Linked DNA regions of Mus musculus: region 1 is linked to region 2. The links are chromatin contacts, called in public promoter capture Hi-C maps. All regions are on one chromosome and are shown on one strand. The core of a region is the stretch at or near the end of the contact, and the rest is flanking DNA. Distances in the headings are between cores, read along the strand shown. Region 1 holds the start of Zfp459 (zinc finger protein 459). Region 2 holds the start of Uqcrb (ubiquinol-cytochrome c reductase binding protein).

The links. Capture Hi-C pulls out chosen DNA fragments and counts their contacts.
Region 1: a contact with region 2 is called in a promoter capture Hi-C map of liver. The contact joins the promoter of Zfp459 here to the promoter of Uqcrb in region 2. A contact is called at or near these places in 1 of 39 promoter capture datasets (cranial neural crest) and 2 of 9 other capture datasets (adipose tissue and liver).

What each region holds. Positions count from the first base shown.
Region 1 is chr13:67,416,746-67,422,958 of GRCm38.p6, reverse strand. It overlaps Zfp459 (zinc finger protein 459), which reads left to right and starts at 1,541. Exons shown (of 4, transcript NM_177811.4): 1 at 1,541-1,617. Gm33787 (a long non-coding RNA gene) reads right to left here and starts at 1,516. Exons shown (of 2, transcript XR_382593.2): 1 at 1,460-1,516.
Region 2 is chr13:66,900,726-66,907,036 of GRCm38.p6, reverse strand. It overlaps Uqcrb (ubiquinol-cytochrome c reductase binding protein), which reads left to right and starts at 1,687. Exons shown (of 4, transcript NM_026219.2): 1 at 1,687-1,744; 2 at 4,236-4,307; 3 at 5,469-5,635; 4 at 6,211-6,311. The coding sequence starts at 1,726. The coding sequence ends at 6,288. Gm10767 (predicted gene 10767) reads right to left here and starts at 1,622. Exons shown (of 3, transcript NM_001177750.1): 1 at 1,416-1,622. It also overlaps a transcript of Mterf3 not described here.

The DNA of each region.
Region 1 (6,213 bases), core at 292-2,791, 520 kb before region 2:
AGTATAGTAAGGAAGATGAGCCTCCTGTTGCAATGGTGGCCTGATATTATTGGAGTAACCAGTCATCTTCTAATTGTATTTAAAGAGCATCCCACAGGCTGTATCTAATAACAGGTGGTGATGATGTGCAGGATAGGGCATAGTCTCCGGAATAGCTCCGGGGCCTCTCAGCAGGTAGCAGTATCTTGAAGAGGAACAGAGACACTGGCTGAACAATAGAGTGATCTAGGGAGGAAGGCTCCACCCTAGGTAATCTCCCTAGTGGCAGCAAGGTCAAGTTCTGGCTCAGCCAGCTTCAGGCTGAGGGAAGGTTATAGTTTTCTACCCAGAGATCCAGGCACCTCTCAAAATCTGTCAGAAAATATGAATTGTGTGGTAGATGGAGAATAACACACAAGCTCACATTTCCTGAAAGTGCAAGGAATATACCCTGTGGATGCACTGACCTAAGTGGGACACCGACATCACACCCCTAGTGCCAAACCTCAAGGATCCATGAGGGAGAAGTGATAGCCACAAGATAGTCAGAGCCAGGTATAGTGATGTCTACAGTGAAACAGCATTGGCCAGATATGTCACTGCCATTGCCTGCATGAACCCACTGTGGTTAATAAGTATGTGGACATCTGTAGAAGCTAAAACCAATCATAAAGCATGCATGGATGAGTGAGAGCCTTGTTATAACACACCCTGACTGGAGCAGCTATTGGCTATTGATCGCTTCTGTGCCTTTGTAAGTCTGCTGCTTTGCAATAAAGTTGAGCCTGGATCAGAACTTTTGTTTTGGCGGTTCCCAGACTCTCATTCAAGGTACCTACTTTGACTGATAGTCGGACTACACCAAACTGCTTTACCACGTATCTGTCTAAGTTTTGTTTTGTATTTACGTTTTCCTCTTATTTAGAAAGAAGGTGTACTTAAATTGTCCATTACAGCCTTGGATCCATTTGTCAGTAACCTCTGAGAAGCTAGGAGCGTAATCAGGCACACCAAGGCTGAGTTGAAAATCCCTTTTTAAAAGATAATTTTCATCTCTACATCAGCGTAGTGCTTCATTATTTTTTTAAAGTACAACTGAGTCAACATGATGTTTTTCCGGGGGTAGTAAGATTAAAATCAGAACACGTGGACCAGAAAGGACTTGTAAGCCTAATATTTCTGTGAAAGGCTCTACTCACATCCATACACCTCTTGTTGTGGCTGTGGAGTTGAAAACTGTAAAGAACACATGGCCTCAGAAGGCATTCTTCCCGATGCTGTAAACTGCACCGCGAGTGCAGCCTCTGTGCAGGCGGGCAGGGGCAGCTTACAGCATCGGGGAAAATGCCTTCTGAGGCCATGTATTCTTTACAAAAACCATCCTGACTCCCCGTGGTTGTCATAGGAACTCTGCATTTTCCTTCCACACTCTACTGCAGGTTTCCAAGAAGAAATCCAGGAACAGTAGAAGTTGCCCTACCTGGACTCCAGGAAGTTCTTCTCGCAATCCAGTACCCACGTGACTCCGACGTCACAAGCAAATCCCACCCGGCTTTTGGTCAACACTCGTCAATCTTCCCGAAAGTTGGACTGGAGTCCTGTGATGCTGAAGATTCCTGTAGCATCTCTGACTTAGAGGTTGGTCGGGGGAGCAGCGTAGCTTGGGGAGCTGGGTTCCGTCTCAGAGGGAGCGGACCTAGGCTAGGTGGGAGGGCGGAAGAAGCTGCATGGACTTGCCGCGCTGAACGGGCTGGGACAGGTGAGGTTGCAGGGCAGGGTAGGGGACTGGGTGTTTGGGATTGTGAAGGATTCTTTGGAACACTGCGTGCAGCCCGAGTCTACACCGGAGCAGGTAGGTAGCGGGGGAGTGGATAATAGTGCAAGTGCAAGAATTGCAAGCTAATAGTGGTAAGCTGACTACCTGCTCCTGTAATACCTGCTCTGCTGGGAAGCACACTAACCTGGTGCCCCATTCTCACCTGGCTGCTGTGAGATTCCTCAGTAAATGGGTTTTCTGGTTCCTCCGGCACTCCGTAGCCGGCCTATTGTAATGGTTTTGATTATATTCATTTTCTCTGCCATTTAAAGAATTAAGAATGATTTAAATACATATATATGATTTGCAACCGGTGGCATGTTGGGAAATTCTGTAACACAGAAGGGAGATCTGCCAGAAGGACCCGCTATAGAGAAGCTTTGACTAGGGCTGAGACAGCACACATAGTCAACACATGGAGGGAAAGACTACAAAGCAGAGTGCCAACCAGGGAGGCTGAAGCCTGTTTCACCTTGCGGGCTGCTTTTCTCAAACCTTTGAAAAGTCCCCCATCCCTAATTTAGGGTTGAGTAATTTGGGGGTGGTGGTGGTGGTAAGACAGGATGTTTGGTTAGCCCACAATGCTTGCCTCACCACGTCTTCATCTGGGCTAAATTGTTGAGCTAGTCCATGATCAGGGGGAAAATCTCACGTGGCCTTGTTTTAGGGGGCCAGGCTTTTGTGTCAGGTCAGCAGGGTGAGGAAGAGCTCACAGACCTGTGTGTATTCACGTGATTTAGAGAAAACAGGCCTGTGATCAAAAGAAGCTTGAGCCTTCTGTGAGGCACATTCCTGTTATCTCTGCATTTGTGAGGGGGAGGGGCAGGACCCTCTGGACATCCCCTGCTTGATAGCAAATTCAAGGCCAATGTAAGCTGCCTCAATCTGTGTCAGAAAACATTTAATCATGCTTGATGGACGTGAGAAATACTCTCTATGATTCATTCCATGTCTTCCAGTGAGAGCCGTGGAAAACCCCTGCAATCAACACTTTGGTGTCTTACAAAGTACACATGCTTCCCTTCTGCCGACCCAATCCATGTGGGATTCAAACTTTGTTTTCACTAACATGCTCTTGTTAAAGATGGTACATTTGGGTGATTAGTTGTTTGGATTTACTGTGTGAGGAAGGACTCTCCTCTTTCCCTTGCTTGAATATTCTGCCTATTTGCAGTGAATGTCCACTCTTTTTGGATAGTTAGTTTTAGATTCTGCCATGACCTGAGAATGCTTCCTTCTGGTCTTGCTTGAATTCTTCCAGTTGGCTCCTTCCATATCTAGGCAGAGACTCCATCATTTCCCCATCACCTTTCTGAAGTTCTTGACTGATGCAGGCTACTGTGGTTTAGTCCATGTGTCTTTTTCTGCATCTTCATCTGGGATACCTTCCTGTGTCCCTTTCCCAGAGGCTTAGCTGCTTATAGAGGCTTCTTACAGTTAGCTGAAACAAACCCATGTCCTCCACGGCCCCTCACACAGGTACTGCCGTCTGCAACCAGTAAAGCAAACTACTAGTGTGGGATGCCGTCCTCTTGCACAGGTTTACGTCCAGGTCCCCTTGGTGTGTAGTTATCCCTCTGTCCTCCCAGGCTTCCTAATGTTAGTATGAGGGAACGAGTTTCTTGTCTTTACAACTCATGCATGAACCTTGCTGTATTAGACAAGTCATGTCTGGAAACTTCTGAGGGGAGCTGTGGTGGGTGATGACAGTCAGATCCTGCTAACGTGTGTGATTATATCAGAGGCCGTGAAGAGAAAGTACAAAGGATTGGAACAGGAGCCAAACACATCTGCACACCTGAGGAGTGCAGATTCTTATTACATTGCCATTTTGTTATTAAAGTATTTTTCATAGTGTCCTCCATAGTCATTATCCTATGTAGTATCCTATGTAGTAACTATGTGAAAGGAGTCTGGTCCCATGCCAATTTTTTCTAAGTCTCCTTTCTATTGTTCTCCTCTTTCCATAATCTATGTAAAAATAAGTCAGATGGATCAGGGTGCGAGTCCCCACGCTTTACTGAATACACTCCATGTACTGGTGCTTTCAGACTCAGAAAAATACATGGGCTTTTTCAAATCCACAGATTCATCTAGACATCTAATGTACACAGCCTAGCATGATATATTTATTTTTAAATTAAAATTACACAATTCATGTTTCCAAAGCAGATTCTGTATATTGCGGTCTCCCATATTTTTTTTCATGGTTTATTCATTTCTCAGTCATAAAGTTGCAAAATGTATTTCTTGAAGCAAAAATTAATGATTGTTTCATACCACTCGTATGTGAATTAAGCCTTGGGGCAAAGGTCCTGGAGGTGCTGCTTTGTGATGTGTGTGCTGTGCATTTTAAGCACTATGGTGTTTAATGTACATAGACTGGGTTTGAATGGAGAGTCAGTATTGTTTGGAACCTGATCAAGAATCCAATCCTCTCTTTGAATCTCACTTTGACTTCCCACCAATATCCTGCTAGTCTTTACTTTTGTGTGACTTCTCTGAAAAGATATCCGTGAGAGACACTGACAGGAGACGCAAGAGTTTATAACACATCTACTCTGTTCATTCTTTTACTTCTAGGGTTGCTTCTGGGACCAGTCTCCATACAAGTGGAGTATAGATATTTACCTCCCAAGAATAAGAATAAGTAGTAGTTTTGATGAATAACAATTTGCCTCTCTCTGGAACAGACATTATTTGCATTTCCTCCTGTTTGAAAATGAACTTTACAAGTCAAAAATTTCTCTTTAATGATTCTCATTAATTGTATTGGCTAAAATCCCTACTAAGTTCAAAGACCTACCACCCATCACCCACAGAATCCCCAGCACATTGGCCTTAGGACAACAGACACTTCCCTGTGTTCCCCATGCACAATAGTGGTGGCCTGTGTGAAGTGACATAGGGAGGCATCCTTGCAGTTAATTCTCAATACTGTTTCCCTCCTTCCTGGGGACTTGCCCTTCTCCATGCTGATCATTTTTCCATCTTCTTTGTGATCCCCTAGTTCAGCAGACTCACCTTTCTTAATGCTGTGACCTATTAATCCTCTTCTCGTGGCAATCCCCATCAAAATGTCTTTCATTAATTTTGCTACTGTTATCGTAATGTAAATAAATATTTTTGAGACAGGTTTACCAAAGGGGTTGTCACAGGTTGGGTACCACTGACCTAAGATGAAACAAAGTAGGGTCTGTCCCCCACCTAACCGACTACCCTTCTGCTTGCTTATAAAGTCAGGAAGCTGCTGTGTTTAACTAGCTACGAAGAAGCTTTCAAGACAGTTGAATTTCTTTTCCCTTGAGAACTTGCTGGGTCTCCGTTCACCAGATTGCTTCATTCTGCCTGTGTCTTTTAGATCTGCTGGCCTCCTCACAACCACTTAACTATGCACTGTAGACAAAAGACTGTTTTCTGGGCAATCACTCTTTAAAGAACGTACATTTCAGTTGTCCTAAAGCCTTATGACCAATAGCTATAACCTCCTTCCTGCATTGAAATCACCTAGCACTTCAGACACAAGACTCAGAGGATTGCAGCTGTACCTGACATGAAAGTCTCCCACCTAAGGACCAGTTATCATAGTTATAGAAGCTGCCTTGTAAGCTTCCAAAAGAAAGAAGCAGTAAATGATCCTAGTTAGCTGTTACCTAGTTCTGTGTCAGTGGACCACAGAAATGTCCCATATGGCGTGATATCCCTAAAGGTGCCACAGTGCCAATCACATCTTGACATTAGTAGCAGTATAATTGGACTTAAAGTAGATTTACTTCATGGATAGAAGTATGGGCTGCCACCCATGTCTTGTAAGGTCTTGAATTCTGGAGGACAATTTAATGCCACCTTACTAAACCATCATAAGTCTAACTGAATTCTGAAGACTTTTCCTAAGGTCTACACATACGTGAAACTCTTACTGCTCCTCAAAGTACTTCTTGCTGCAGCACAGAGAACGTTAAAGAAAACCGAAACTTACCCAAATGCAGAGAACTGTAATCTGTGTCCAGACCCAATAGATGCATCTATACCACACTTTCTGCATATAGTAATCAAGGAATGTTTCTGGATAGGAGCAGATCGATTATGAGAGCCAGAGGTCCAGGAGGTCTGCTGTGAGCAATGACAATGGCACATGGTTCCCTGCAGGGGGAGTCTCCTGGATAGACAAAGTTGTATGGGCACCTAAGAATGGCTGAGAGAGGGGGAATTAGCCTTTCCCAGGGCTGAGTCCACTCACTATTCATCCAGTAACAAGGGGTCAGCCCTGATAACATAAATACAGGAGATACTGAAGAGAGTCAGCTGTTCAGATTTACATAGTTATGGGGAGATTTATCTATATATTTATACGTGTATGTGTGTGTGTAACAATAATTAGAGAAGACTACATCCTAGATTTGAGATGAAGGCTTGGC
Region 2 (6,311 bases), core at 438-2,937:
CAGCTTAAGTCTGAAAGACAGCATGGTAAGACCACTATTGAGCTTTAATAAAGTACACTGTTTATATTTGAGCTATGTATCAGCAACTAATTTTGTATTGGATTCAGAACACTGGCTTTATTACTGAATAATTTTGTCTACATTTCTGTTTTTTTTTTGTTTGTTTTTTTTGTTTTGTTTTTTTTTTTTTGAGACAGGGTTTTTCTGTATAGCCCTGCTGGCTGTCCTGGAACTCACTTTGTAAACCAGGCTGGCCTCGAACTCAGAAATCTGCCTGCCTCTGGCTCCCAAGTGCTGGGATTAAAGGCGTGCACCACCACTGCCCAGCTCATTTCTGTATTTTTGACATTAAATCCAGTCCAAAATTCAGAAAAGATAGTTGATGTCAATGAGAGGGAAACCAAGAAATAATAAATAGTATCTACCTCAAAAAAAAAAAAAAAAAAGACCACTATCGAGTCATAGTAAAACTCAACAGTAACTCCACTTTCTGTCCTTAGTTTTTTATTTTAGACTCTACCTGTTGGGGTTGAGATCTTGAAAGCACAGTCTATAGTCTTTCTGCTTGCTCCATTTTTAATACTATATGCAAATTCTAAATATATCTTAGGGGTTTTGTTGTTGTTGTTTTGTTTTAGGTAAGGTCTTGCAGACTGATGCCAGATTCACTATGTAGACAACTGTAGTCTTGAACTTGCAGGGATCCTCCTGCCTCAGACTACTGAATTCTTGGATCTTGCATGTGCCATTTACTCCTACCTTAAAGTTAATATTTTTAAAGCTTATCCAACCTAACTTTCTACTAAAATTGTTTGATAGGGATTTTTAGGTGGGGAAAGTGAAGCCTAGAAGCTGAAAGTTATCTGGGATTGGTTGTGCAGCATATGATCCTAGAAATAAGGAAGCCCGAATTTGAAACTGGATTTCTCAATTCTAGTTAACAAACAAACAAACAAACCTGGACTCTACCCAATTTCAATGCCCTTGGATAACTTATTGAACTTTTCTGAGGCTCAGCTTCCTTCTCTCTTCAATACTGATAGCACCAGTAATTACACTGATGATTTAGAATTAAATGAGAATATAGCCACACTTCTGAACCCAAAGATTGCAGACCTATAGATTGAGTCTACCACAGATCGGGAAGGGGTATATCTGTGTTAACTATAAATGTTCATTATACCTGTGTTACTTCCAAAATAGTGCAGTATAACAGTTATTTGTGTGGTGCTTACTTTATATTCTGTATTAAAGTAATCCTGAGGTGATTTAAAGAATGCAATAGTGTATACATTATATTAAAACACCGCACCATTTGACATAAAGAATTTGAGCATCAAGCGTCCTCTAGCGTCCTAGCATCCCCTCCATGCATTTTGAGATGCGGTTTGCCTGAAAATCATTTACTACATTACCTGTCTCCAAGACTCCATTTATTCCGCAAAGGTTCTTTCCTATAACAGAGCATTGAATAACACTGTCTCCTAATTTCGCAGTACTTTCCCCATTGTGTCGCGAAGAATGTTTTTTGTAACAAGGCACACAAAAAGATCAGCCTAATGTGTGGAGTCCATTCAGGTAGGAAAGAGTAAATGCCTTCTGCTGGCGGTCAGAGCAGCGCCTGCCCCTCCCTTCCCCTTCCTAAAGTATCCAGGACGCCTGCGTAGGAGCCCGGCGTGTCCTCTAGGACTTACCCAGAAGGCAGCGCTTCACTCTCAGGTCAAAATGGCGGGCCGATCTGCTGGTGAGTAATTACTCCTCCTTTGTGGGTATCGTGGAGCGGTTGTATTTTCTCACGAACTTGTTCTCCTTTTGCGTTAGCTAAATAGCTAGTTTGTGATAAGAGACGTGGCGACCCAGCAGCTCAAAGGACAGGTTTCGCTGAGCCAGGTCGGGCCTGCCTGAGGGTTAGAACAGGGACCTCTGCCGGAAGGAGCCCAGCGGGGCTGACCGGGTTCGGCCTCCTTCCCCTCCGCCTTGGGACAGCTTAGGGAGGTGAGGAGGTCAGCAGACGACAGCCACAGCGAGTAGTGGGGAGCATTTGGAGTCAGGCGCAGGCCACTTCAGTGACAGTGATCGGAGCAAACAGCGCCCGAGCCCGCATGACGCTCCTAAGACTTGTCAGAAGAATTAAAAGGAAGTAAGATAGGGTTATAGTGAGGTTTCAGGTTAACCTTGGCATATCTGGACGGTGAGCTGGGGCTGCAGGGCTGTAAGGACTTTTGTTTAATGTAGGCACTAGAACAAATTTGAGATAGAGTGCCAGAATGTTTTCACATCAAATATTACTCACCCTCTCCCCTCCTATTTTTTTTTAAAGCTTAATCTTTGCCCACTGATGGTATACGTTGGAATAGTCTTTAAAAACAATACTGATAACCTTCTCACAGTCCCTGGAAATTCTGAAGGCATTAATTTTACCCATTTGACACAATTTTAGGAAAAGTATTCTGTTTTGTTGAGTTTAATACTTACGTAAGCCAGCTTCCTTTTCTGCAACAGGCTTTTGATCTATAATGTGGCAAACAGAGTAGTGCCTGACACATTTGTTAAGTAAATATTAATCGATATTATAATCACTGCTGTGTTAACAATTTAGTTCTTATGCTTTTTTTTAATATTTTTATTTTTTGAGCCAGGGTAGCCCAAGTTAGCTGTGTATTGAAGAATGACCTTGAACCTCTGATTCTTTTTTCCTCCACCCTAAAAATGCTGGAATTGCAGGAATGAATCACTATGCATGTTTTATGTAGTGCTGGAGTTGGAGCCCAGGGCTTTGTGGTGTATGTTAGGCAAGCAATATACCAACTGAGCATTAGCCCTTGACAATTTAAATTTCTCTTAGAAACAATTTTATGCATGACTTCTAATTTAAAGGTTGGAGGAAGCCATGTAGTAATCTGTACTGAGGATTAGGAAATTAGAAGGAGATAATAAGAAGGGAGCCTCTTTTTCCTTCTATGGTAAGAAAGTAGCCTTAACGCTTAGGGACTGAGAATATAGCTCAGTTGGTAAAAAGTTTGCCTTGCAATGTAAATACTGGCCTGATTTCGGTTCTCAGAACCCATTTTGTTTGTTGAGCTTTTTCTTTTTAAATAAACTGAGTTCCATTATATGAGACACGTCTCAGTAGCCCTAATCCATGCTTTTAATCCTAGAGCTGGAGACAAGGAAACAAGTGATCTTGGGGTTCACTGGCCTTTTAGCCTAATGTACTTGGCACTTCCAAGCCAGTGAGAGATGCCATCTCAAAAATGAAAAGGATGACAACGTCCTCTGGCAGTCACATGTTCCCTCCCCTACCCCTCACATTTTAAAAAGAAAGGTTAAGCTTGCTCTATCTTCTTTCTTGTACCACGTCTGGTCAACATCAGGCACTCTCCTGCTTCCTTGCCTCTTCTCCTTTACCTCTCTCAGGCTCAGTCTTCTTCCCCAAATGGTTTAAGTTTGTTTTTGAATAGAGTTTTTTGCATGCTAGGCACGAACTCTAAGGCTGAACCATATTCCCAGCCCCTATTTTAGTTTTTGTATCTCTGTTTGTTTGTTTGTTTGTTTGTTTGTTTACACAAGGCTTGGTATTCACAGTCTCAACTTCCTGCATGCTGAGATTACAGGCATGCTTTGTTACATTAAGAGATTTAAATTTAACATTGAATGTTTCTTCTTATCCATGTTCAAATACTATTATTCCCTTGACGAACAGTTTGCTGTTTGAGAAAAGGAAAATAGGCTTCTTTTACTAATATATTGGTATTTAAATTAGCTGATAGTATGAAAGTTTTTCTAGAAATAATTATAAATTATATTTTATGTAAAATTATAATTTTAAGGATGATAGCCAAATAAGACAATGTAAACTAAAAGTTTTGGAGACTAGAGGCCTGCCACTTAACCTGAAATCTTATAGCTCCACCTCCTTGGAAAAGAAAAAGTTATTTCCGCAGCTACAAAAGACAGAAGTGCTTCAGATCCTTTCCTGTCTCTGGTCCTTCAGTTCTTATGGTAGCAGGAGAAGGGTGTTGGACTCTGAGAACCCAAAGTGGCAGGAAGTATACCTGTGGCTATTAGGCACCTTTAGTTTTGAGTTTACCATTTGTTCCCACAGTGTCATGAGTGAAATGATTATCTACATTGTATACAAGGGGATTCTTAGGTTTATAAGATAACTGGTTCTTTACCAATTGGTCTATTGCTTTGTAAGTATATTGTAGCAACTAACATTGTGGTAATTATAGTTTCAGCATCAAGCAAGTGGCTGGATGGTTTTCGAAAGTGGTATTATAATGCTGCAGGATTCAATAAACTGGGTGAGTATCCATTCTGTGGTCCTCCTTCTCTTGTTCTCCCTGAATTCAGTACTTTTAAAGAATTCCTATAGTTCAAAAGAGATCATTTGTTTTTGTGTGTATCAGATTTAAAAATAAACTGTTTTTGAATTTTTGATCTTTATGTGGTGTTTGAACTTAGTGTTGTCTACTTAGCAGTGAACTTCACATTGTGGTCTAGAAGCCGAATGGAAGCATCAGCAGATCTTAGGGTTTCTTGGTATAAATTTGAGTTCTTTATGCCTTTAAAAAATTTATCAGTTGCACATATACCAAGGTGTGCTTGTGGAGGTTAGAGGAAGACTTCTGGAAGCTAGTTCTCCTTCCTTCATGGTGTCCAGGGATCAGACTTTGGACTGTAAATAGTACCTTCACCTGCCTACCCACCTCCCTGGTCAGTCCCAGTTATATCATATAATGATCTCAGATTAGAAGAAGAGATGGGGTCCACATGGTTTCAAGGTCAAGGTACACATTTTACATGCTTTCTGAACTGATTCATAGTGCTTTTAAAAAGCCTATATATTTCTTCAAGCAGTAACTTGGGCCTAAAACACATTTGGTTTCTATCTTTCTTTGTTCATTAGAAGAGAAAAGTTCTATGTGGAGGAGATAGCTCAGTGACTCCACAGGTCTGATGATCTGAGTTCAGAACCCACATAAAAGTTGACACAGCGCAAGCAGTGTGCTACTCTGGGAAGGTGGGAGCAGAGACAGGAATCGCTAGACACTGGGTGGTTAGCTTATATAGTAGCAGCACAGGGACGATCTCAAACAAGGTGAAAACTCAAGGACTGATACCTCAGGTTTACCCTTTGGCCTCCACATGTACTGGAGATACGTGTGTACATGTACACATACACACACACACACACACACACACACACACACACACACACACATACATGAAAAGCTCCTACCAGATATGGTGAGTTATGTAATTTTATTATTGGGGAGGCAGAGGCAAGAAGATGGTTGTTTCGAGGCAAATGAGTCTAAGGCTGATTGGGAAGAAACAAATGATTCTCTATGAGTTCAATGCTAGCAATGGCTACAAAATGAGGCTGTCTGAAAAGTGCAAAACAAACAAAAATCACTTTTTTTGGATTGTTCTTTAATCTGGTTCTTCTGTTCCTATTGCAGGGTTAATGCGAGATGATACACTACATGAAACTGAAGATGTAAAAGAAGCCATAAGAAGGCTTCCTGAGGACCTTTATAATGACAGGATGTTTCGAATTAAGAGAGCCCTGGACCTGACTATGAGGCATCAGATCTTGCCTAAGGATCAGTGGACAAAATATGAGGAGGTAGAACAGGTTTGATGTGTCTAGCAGTGTTAGTCACTCAAGATGCAGTATCAGAAACAGGAGAAACATGCTTGTTTGTTCAGTGTTTTAGTGTTCTCCACATCATGCTACATAAGTAGCATTTCAGCAACCAGGTGAGGTTAGTAGAAAGCTGTTGGCTCTATTTTAAATAACAACAAGGTGAGACTTGGAGGTGAAGTGACTTCTGACATCACTAAGCTAGTCTTTAGTATGGAAAGCCTGGGCTAGAATTCAGATTTTTCTGCCTTATCAGCCATATTGCTTTCCCTCTACTTTGGTTCCTGCTCTATGAAGAGTTTTAGTTATGTGAAGTCTATTGAGTGATTTTTGTAGCTCTGTGCATGGACATCTGTCCTCAAAAGTCAGGCAAGCTTATAGGCATTGTACACCTTCTCCTGACCTGCTCACTGCATGATCTTTCAGAGGTTTTATATTTAAAAAGCACATATTTCCTAGAGGTTCAGATTATATTTTCTTAGGTTATAAGCAAAGACTAATTCATTGCAATGAACTTCATTGGTGATCTAAAACCTGTTTTCTTCTTCCTTCTTTAGGACAAATTCTACCTTGAACCCTATCTAAAAGAGGTTATTCGGGAAAGAAAGGAGAGAGAAGAGTGGGCAAAGAAGTGATCTTTTAGTTAAGATCTGTGGGT